2 separate regions of the Callithrix jacchus genome follow, and region 1 is linked to region 2. The links are chromatin contacts, called in public Hi-C maps. All regions are on one chromosome and are shown on one strand. The core of a region is the stretch at or near the end of the contact, and the rest is flanking DNA. Distances in the headings are between cores, read along the strand shown.

Region 1 (3,879 bases), core at 5-2,504, 380 kb after region 2:
TGGGTGGGAAGTAAGACAGTGTAGCTCTTGATTAGCAATTTTAATTTAATGGTAAGTTGACAGCATTTTATATCAAAATACAGACAACTAGGTATTAGAGCACAAATTTTCAAGAAAACCAACAAGGGAAATCTGCTTTCTGTAGGTCTTAAGTGACACTATAAAGGCTATCATTCAGTTTTGTCACATAATGGGATAAGCACTCATTTGAATTGCCCCAGTTCTGAAGCTTTGAGTTGTTTATTCAGGCAGGGGGTTTTGAACAAAGTGATAAGCTGGGTTTAATACCTGTGCCATAAAGAAACCTGTACTGCTACTAATTAGAAGCCACTGCTTGATGGTTTTATCTTTGCTGTAGTATGCATTCATCCCAAGGTATATTTCACAGTTGTATATTAATTTCATCTTGCTCTCTAAGGTACTCTCCAGTATTCTCTTGGACTTCCTCTTTGAGTTTTAAGGAAACTAAAATATACACAAAGCAACTATCATTTTAAAATCAACCAAAAAATATTTTGCCGAATTAAGGCTACCGTGGAACTAGTGGTATGCTCAGGTCTTGTGAATTTTCCATGGCTTCCTCCAAGAGCTGGATCCTTGTTTCTTCCAATTGCTTAGCAATGCCTAGAAAGTCAGTGATATAATGCATTTTCGTTGATACTAAGGTCGCTCCAGCCTTAGCGGAAATTTGTTTATGCATAGGGTATATAGGAAATGGAGGGCTGACACTTACCCAGTATTGGTTGATAGGCATTTATTATGTGCTATGTAGGCAGTATCTCTCCATCTTGAGGTCAGTTCTATAAGGTAGGTACTATTTATATCGTATTTCAGATGAGAAAGACGCTAAATATGAGCCCAGGTGGGCTATTCCTTCCCGCCCACCATCAGTCGTACTCAGCATGGAAGCAAATTGAGACATTCATTGCCTTTCTGCAGGCCTTTCCTGCCAGCTCAAGCTAGGACTGAGCTCACCCCTTGGGGAATCCGGAGTATTAACAAACACCCCGAATGATAATGACACAGACGAGAGGCTGCCGTTGGAGCAGGTCGACAGCGTTAACCTGTCACCTGTGGGCGGAGGCGGTGGAGACGCGGGCTGGTCGGATCCGCGCACCACGCCCCCTTGGCCCGGGAGGAACGTGGACAGGTGCTGCCCTCCTGCGGCCGCGTCGGCGCAGTGCGACCGCGCGCCGCGGCTGCGCAGTGCCGCCCTCTGGCGGCTCCGCTCCTTCTTCCCATCGGCCTCGGCTTGCGGGCCTTTCAAACATGGAGGAGCGGGAGCGGGGGGCGAGGTCGGCTCGCGCTGGGAGCCCCGTGCGCCCGCCCAGTCCGCGGCTGGATGTCAGCTCTGACAGCTTCGACCCGCTGCTGGCTCTGTACGCTCCCCGCCTGCCTCCCATACCCTACCCCAACGCCCCCTGCTTCAACAACGTGGCCGAATACGAGAGCTTCCTCAGGACCGGGGTCCGGGGCGGCGGGCGCGGGCGCGGGCGGGCTCGGGGCGCGGCCGCGGGCTCGGGGGTTCCCGCCGCTCCCGGGCCCTCGGGCAGGACTCGCCGCCGTCCGGACGCGCCCGCCCCGGACCCCGAGCGCATCCAGCGCCTCCGCCGTCTCATGGTGACCAAAGAGGAAGGGGACGGGGCCGCCGGAGCGGGCCGGAGGGGTCCGGGTAGGAGCAGGAAGGCGCCGCGCAACGTGCTCACGCGAATGCCCTGTGAGTCCGCGGGCCGGGCGGGAAGCGGGGCCGCCGCCGTCCGGAAGCTGGCGGCCGAGGGGCGTCTGCGGGGCGGCGGTGGCCTGGGCGCGGGTCTGCATGTATTGGGGAGCGCCTTGGTGAAGATTTGCAGGAATCAGCGAGTGTGAGGAGGATCTACTTGAGTAATGTGGGTTATGAGGGCGTGGGGAGGTCGCCTTGAGTAAGGAAGGGGCTGTTGGAGCAACAGAGGGAGAGTGGTAAGGCTGTAGTGGTGATAAGACGTGGGAAAGGTCTGCAGAGGTAATCGGGACCCATGGAAGGGTTACAGAGGTGATGACCCTCTGGAGAGGGTCTGCAGGATTGATGGAGGACCTGGAGAGGTGGCGGGGGCCTGGAATCGGCTACAGAGTTTGGGGACATCAGAGGGACGTCAACAGAGGTGATGAGACGTCTTAGAGACCACAGTGAGAGATAAGGTGGGGTGGAATACGGGAGACGTTGGGGAGAGCACAGCCAATATTAGGGGAAGGAGAGTATTTGGTCAATGGGATTTGAGGATGATCGGATGGGCTGTGGGGAAATCTGTTCAGATAGCACAGGCGCATAATCCCATAACGCCTGTACGTTAGTGACAGCTCCTTCTCGAGTGCAATAAGCAGAAGGGCTGCAGGATCTTGATACATGTATGTTCACATTATTAAGTCACAAGTGCTGAAATGTAGCAGGCACAAAATACCACTAAAACACAGACAGTTTTACAGCCATTCTGCCTGGATGGGTGCAGGACTGTGTCTGTCAGGGTCATATTACCATATGCGCAGGTTATTTTAAGTCTAAAGGTGTAAATAGAACAAGGGAATTTCTTGGAGCCTCTTAATAGACCCTTAGAGTAAAGCTGTAAACAGCAGAGGCTCTAATGTGTGAGTTAGGTCTTGTATAAATGGAATAAAAACAGCCTGGGGTTATATCTTTTGTCATCTGGCAAGCAGTTCTGACATCTGCCCTGTGAACACAATGACCTACTTAGCCATTCAAAGCATCTATATCCTGATAATTAAATTGTTACATTATTAAATCGCTGTCTTTCAGATGGAGAGGTGTGCTAAGCAAGGGACTGTTTGTTTCATTCTTAGAAATTCGTTTATTAAGAGAGAAACATCCTGAAACCCTGTGTGCTGCTACGTGTGCCTTTATTGGATGTCTTACCATGCCATAGCATCCCTGCCCAAGCTAGGATTTACCCTGGCTTGCTTGCCCGACTGTAACACAAAGACAATATGCGTATTCCCAAAATGAGCCCAGTTTGGGGATCTTAATTTGCCTATGCAGTGTGCTGCCATTAGGTAGTTGAAATGCACTCCTAGGCTCATTGCAACATTTATTTCTGTTTTACCAGTTATTGCTTTGCTACCACGATTGTCAAGGGAAAGGAATATTTCTGTGTATTCCTATGTGGTGGGTGGTTTTAGCTTTCCCTCTAGAGCACTTTACTGTGATGGTATGACAGTGTGTGAAGACCAGCTTTGCCAACTTCTTATGATTAAATATACCCCTGGAATCAAGATCTCAGAGAATGTGCCCTACATACTGAAATTCACCATGGCACTGTAGACAGTTGGGTGTACATGAGAGAAAAGTGATGATGTCACACAGAGTTGATGACCTTCAGAAAGCAAGAAAATAACAGAAACATGGGTGAGGATTGGATTTATTCAAGAAGGAATTCCTACTTGAGGGTAAAGGGTGAGAGGAGGGTGAGAATCAGAAAACGATATTGGGTACTATGCTCACTACCTTCGTGATAAAATAATTTGTGCACCAAACACCAGTGACACACGATTTACACATGTAATAAACCTTTCATTTACCTCCTGATCCAAAAACAAATGTTGATAGGAAAAAAAAATTAAGTATGTTTTATATGTATGCCACAGTTTTAATTAAAATATAATATGCCTACTCTAAACCCTGACCGAATACAGTTCCTCAGGAATATCAAAATATAGATACTAGTAAGATAATACTATTGTGGACATATACAAATGCTTTCTGGAAAAAATGCCTATGCATTTAAGAATGCATAATCCTTTGCAAAATATTTACATAAAATGTAAGTTGCATCAGGCTGTAATAGCAAACAGAAGGTTTGTTAGGTCTTATCATCAATGAAACATAATGAA
Region 2 (3,796 bases), core at 1,271-3,770:
AAAAGATCTAGAAAAAATAGCATGCCAAGTAATGAGTCGTTTTTTTCTGGGTATTAGGGAGGAATCCAGGATTAGAGGTCAGTAGGGAATTTTTAGCCTTATCTGGAATGTCTTAATTTCTTATAAGGAAGGCATATTCATGTATTATCATTGGCCTATAAATTTTTTAAAGTATATGATAGTTTTAGGAAAACTGGGAAATACCAAAAAGTGCAAAGGAGAAAGTAAGCAATCTCTTGCCCATTTTACTTTTTCAGTTATACTTAAGTTTTGGGGTCCATGTGCAGAACATGCAGGTTTGTTACATAGGTTCATACGTGCCATGGTGGTTTGCTGCATCCATCCCCCATCATCTACATTAGGTTTTCCTCCTGTTAGCCTTCCCCAATCCTCTCACCCCCCAGCAAGCTCGTGTGTGAGTTCCCCTCCCTGTGTCCATGTATTCTCATTGTCCAACACCCACTTATGAGAACATGTAGTGTTTGGTTTTCCGTTCTTGTGTTAGTTTGCTGAGAATGATTATTTCCAGCTTCAGCCATGTCCCGGCAAAGGACACGAACTTCTCCTTTTTTGTGGCTGCATAGTATTCCACAGTGTATATGTGCCACATTTTCTATATCCAGTCTATCATTGATGGGCATTTGGGTTGGTTCCAAGTCTTTGCTATCGTAAACAGTGCCACAGTAAACATACATGTGCATGTGTCTTTATAATAGAACGATTTATAATCCTTTGGATATATACCCAGTAATGGGATTGCTGGGTCAAATGGTATTTCTAGTTCTAGGTCCTTGAGGAATTGCCACACTGTTCTAATAGAGTTTCAGAGGTCTTTCTGGTTATAGGTTCCATAATACCTTCTCTGTGGTTTGCCATTTTTTTTTTTAACAGAGATTATCATTGATAGGTAGAGGGATATAAATTGAACAGTTGATCACTTGGACAAAGGTATATTTCCCTCATTGTTAGGTGCTTATATTTCTCAAAATTCAGTGTGCAACATTAGTACATAAACCCATGTACCTGTGGCATTTTTCTGGTTTTGGGGTTTTTAGGTGTTCTGGTGGTTTAATTAACATATTACAGCCAAATGCATAAATCCTAAGTGTACAGCTTGATGAAGGCATGTGGGCATGTAGCCCACACCCAGGTCTCGCGAGATGCAGAACATTTACAGTATCATAGGTGGTTCTTCCATGGCCTCTTCAGTGTTTCACAAGGAACCATGGTTCTGAGTTCTGTTTCCAGAGGTAGTGTTGCTTGTCCTTGAACTTCATATAGAGTTATCTGATATGTTTTCCCTTTCCCTTCTGACCTCTGATTTTATTATATTTGCGATTCATCCATGTTGTGGATGATTCATTTTTTATTACTGAGTCAATTACTCTAGTATTCTCATTGCATGAATAGACTAATTGAATCATCCATTTTACTGTGGTTAGACATTTGGGTTGTTTATAGTTTGGTACTATTATGAATAAGGATGGCATGAATATTTTTGTACATGTGTTCTGGTGTATATATACTCTTTTTATTAGGGAAATACCTATTAGGTTGGCTTCAGTAGATACTGCCAAGCAGTTTTACAAATTGTGTGTACCAACTTATACTCCCATTCAGCGGTATATGAAAGTTATAATTTCTTTGCAGCCTCATGAACAATTGAATTTGTCCCTCTTTTTCATCATAGCCATTCTGAGGGTGTGTGTCATATTTCATTATGATTTTGATTTCCCTAATGATGCCGATTCTCCTTTTTCACGTTACTAGCCATTTGGACACCATCTTTTGTGAAGTGCTGTTGAACATTCTTGCCTTTTTAAATTACCTTATGGGTGTGGGCATTATATATTATGGATACATGTATTCCACATACCTTACTCTGGCTCGTCTTTTGGTGAATGGAAGTTCTTGAGGCTTAGTGTGGTTTTCTTTCCCTTATGGTTGGTACTCTTATGAATCATTTAGAAAACCTTCCCTACTCTAACGCATGAAGCTATGCTATCTCCTGAAAGTTTTAGAGGTCAGTCGTTCAAGACTAAACAGACCTTTAAGTCCACATTATTCACCTAGAATTGATGTTTAATGGGAGGTACAAATCAAATCTTTTATTCCCAGATTGTCCCGGCACCACTTACTGAAAAGGCCTCCTTCCGCAATCTGTGGCGGTAGTCTTATGTCCGTCGTTTATCTGCTGTCCATAAATGGTCTGGTCATCGCGGCCTCTTAATATTTGTTGGATCTAATCTGAAACAGATTGGCATTTGTTAAGTATTTTCACATGTATCAGGTTTTCAAAGGAAATTCTGTTATTATCTAGTGTTTTCTCTAGTATTTCCTTCCCTGGGAAATCAGAAAGTGGTCATTAGGGAAATAGCAATCACTAAGTTTTTGTTCAAATTTTGTGTGGTTTTCTTGACTTTGGGCCATTGTTATGCCAACATACACCAGGAGAGGGCCCTATTGGTACGTCTGAGGGAGGGAGGGCCTGAGTCCCTGGGAAGAACATAGCCATTCCGTCTGCCTTTTGCTGCAAGGCCTGCTGGACTTGACTGTGTTCTCTGCCTTCGTCTCTATTTCTTCTCTCCCTGTTTCATTGGAGGGGACCACAGGAACACTCCTGTCAGTCATTTGGGAGCATTACTGACCTCACCAGAGGTGAGGAGAGTCTAGACCCAAACTCACAGATTTGAATGCCAGTCAGATTGGGGAACGAGACCATCCAAGGTCGGTTTCTCAACCTCAGCACCACTGACAATTGGAACCACATAATCTTTTCTTTTAGGGGGTTGCCCTGTGCTTTGCAACAAAAATGTTGAACAACAATTTTGGATTATTTTCCAGTAGCACCCTTCATTGTGACAACCAAAAACGTCTCTGTCTCCAGATATTGCCTGATATTCCTCAGGAGGGTAAAAGCTTCCCCTCTTGAAAACCACTGTTGTAGTAGAACCTCAAATTGTGTAGATAGGAAAACTCAGACCCCAAGAGGGAGCTGATTTTCCCAGCGTTATAGCTAGTGCAGGAGTCGGGATGAAAACCAGATGTGCCTTGGAGTCCAAAGAGCCTTGAAGTTAGCGTATTAAGGTACAGAGAGACGCCCAGCTGGGCTTTGCTGATTGTTTTTGTTCTTTTCAATAGTTCCATCGCCACATCTGACCTGTCTGCTACTTCTGCCTTTTAATGTCTTTCCTCTAATTGTTATTACACAATTGAAATAAACTTATTGATAGAAAACTCAGAGAAGCAGAAAGAAAACAAAAACCACATTGTCACACTAAGATGACCTCTGTTCACTTTTTTTTTTTTTTTGAGACAGTCTCACTCTGTTGCCCAGGCTAGAGTGCAGTGGCGTGATCTCAGCTCACTGCAACCTCCACCTCCCGGGTTCAAGCAATTCTCCTGCCTCAGCCTCCCAAGTAGCTGGGATTACAGGCACATACCAACACACCCAACTAATTTTTATATTTTTAGTGGAGATAAGGTTTCACCATGTTGGCCAGGCTGGTCTTGAACTCCTGACCTCAAGTGATTGCCTGTCTCGGCCTCCCAAAGTGCTAGGATTACAGACATGAGCCACTACACCCAGCCGACCTCTGTTCACATTCTAAAAATATTGTTCCAGATGTTCTAGCATATTTTCTCATAAAAAATTATTAGTCATAAATAAAAGCAACACTCACCAAGCTGAGATGAGTGATTGCCTCTATGGGGTGTGATGGTGACAGGGGCAAGGGAGAAGTGTCTCTCGCTTTTTTAGGCTTTAAATTATTTAGATTTATTGCAGTAAACATTT

What was found. Hi-C and Micro-C count contacts between places; a contact is called where the count stands out from the background.
Region 1: a contact with region 2 is called in a Hi-C map of skeletal muscle, with 16 times the contacts expected there. The contact joins the promoter of LSM11 here to the enhancer-like site in region 2. A contact is called at or near these places in 3 of 3 Hi-C or Micro-C datasets (induced pluripotent stem cells and skeletal muscle).

The regions. Positions count from the first base shown.
Region 1 is chr2:20,515,050-20,518,928 of calJac240_pri, forward strand. It overlaps LSM11 (LSM11, U7 small nuclear RNA associated), which reads left to right and starts at 1,255. Exons shown (of 4, transcript XM_035283508.3): 1 at 1,255-1,717. The coding sequence starts at 1,270.
Region 2 is chr2:20,134,886-20,138,681 of calJac240_pri, forward strand. The region is part of intron 23 of CYFIP2 (cytoplasmic FMR1 interacting protein 2); the gene reads left to right. It overlaps LOC118150063 (a long non-coding RNA gene), which reads right to left. Exons shown (of 4, transcript XR_004737823.3): 4 at 2,139-2,247. Among named protein-coding and RNA genes, the nearest start is that of FNDC9, 22 kb to the left of the region's middle. Within about 2 kb of position 2,521, at least 2 of the 16 cell types and tissues checked have an H3K27ac peak or open chromatin away from gene starts, as enhancers often do.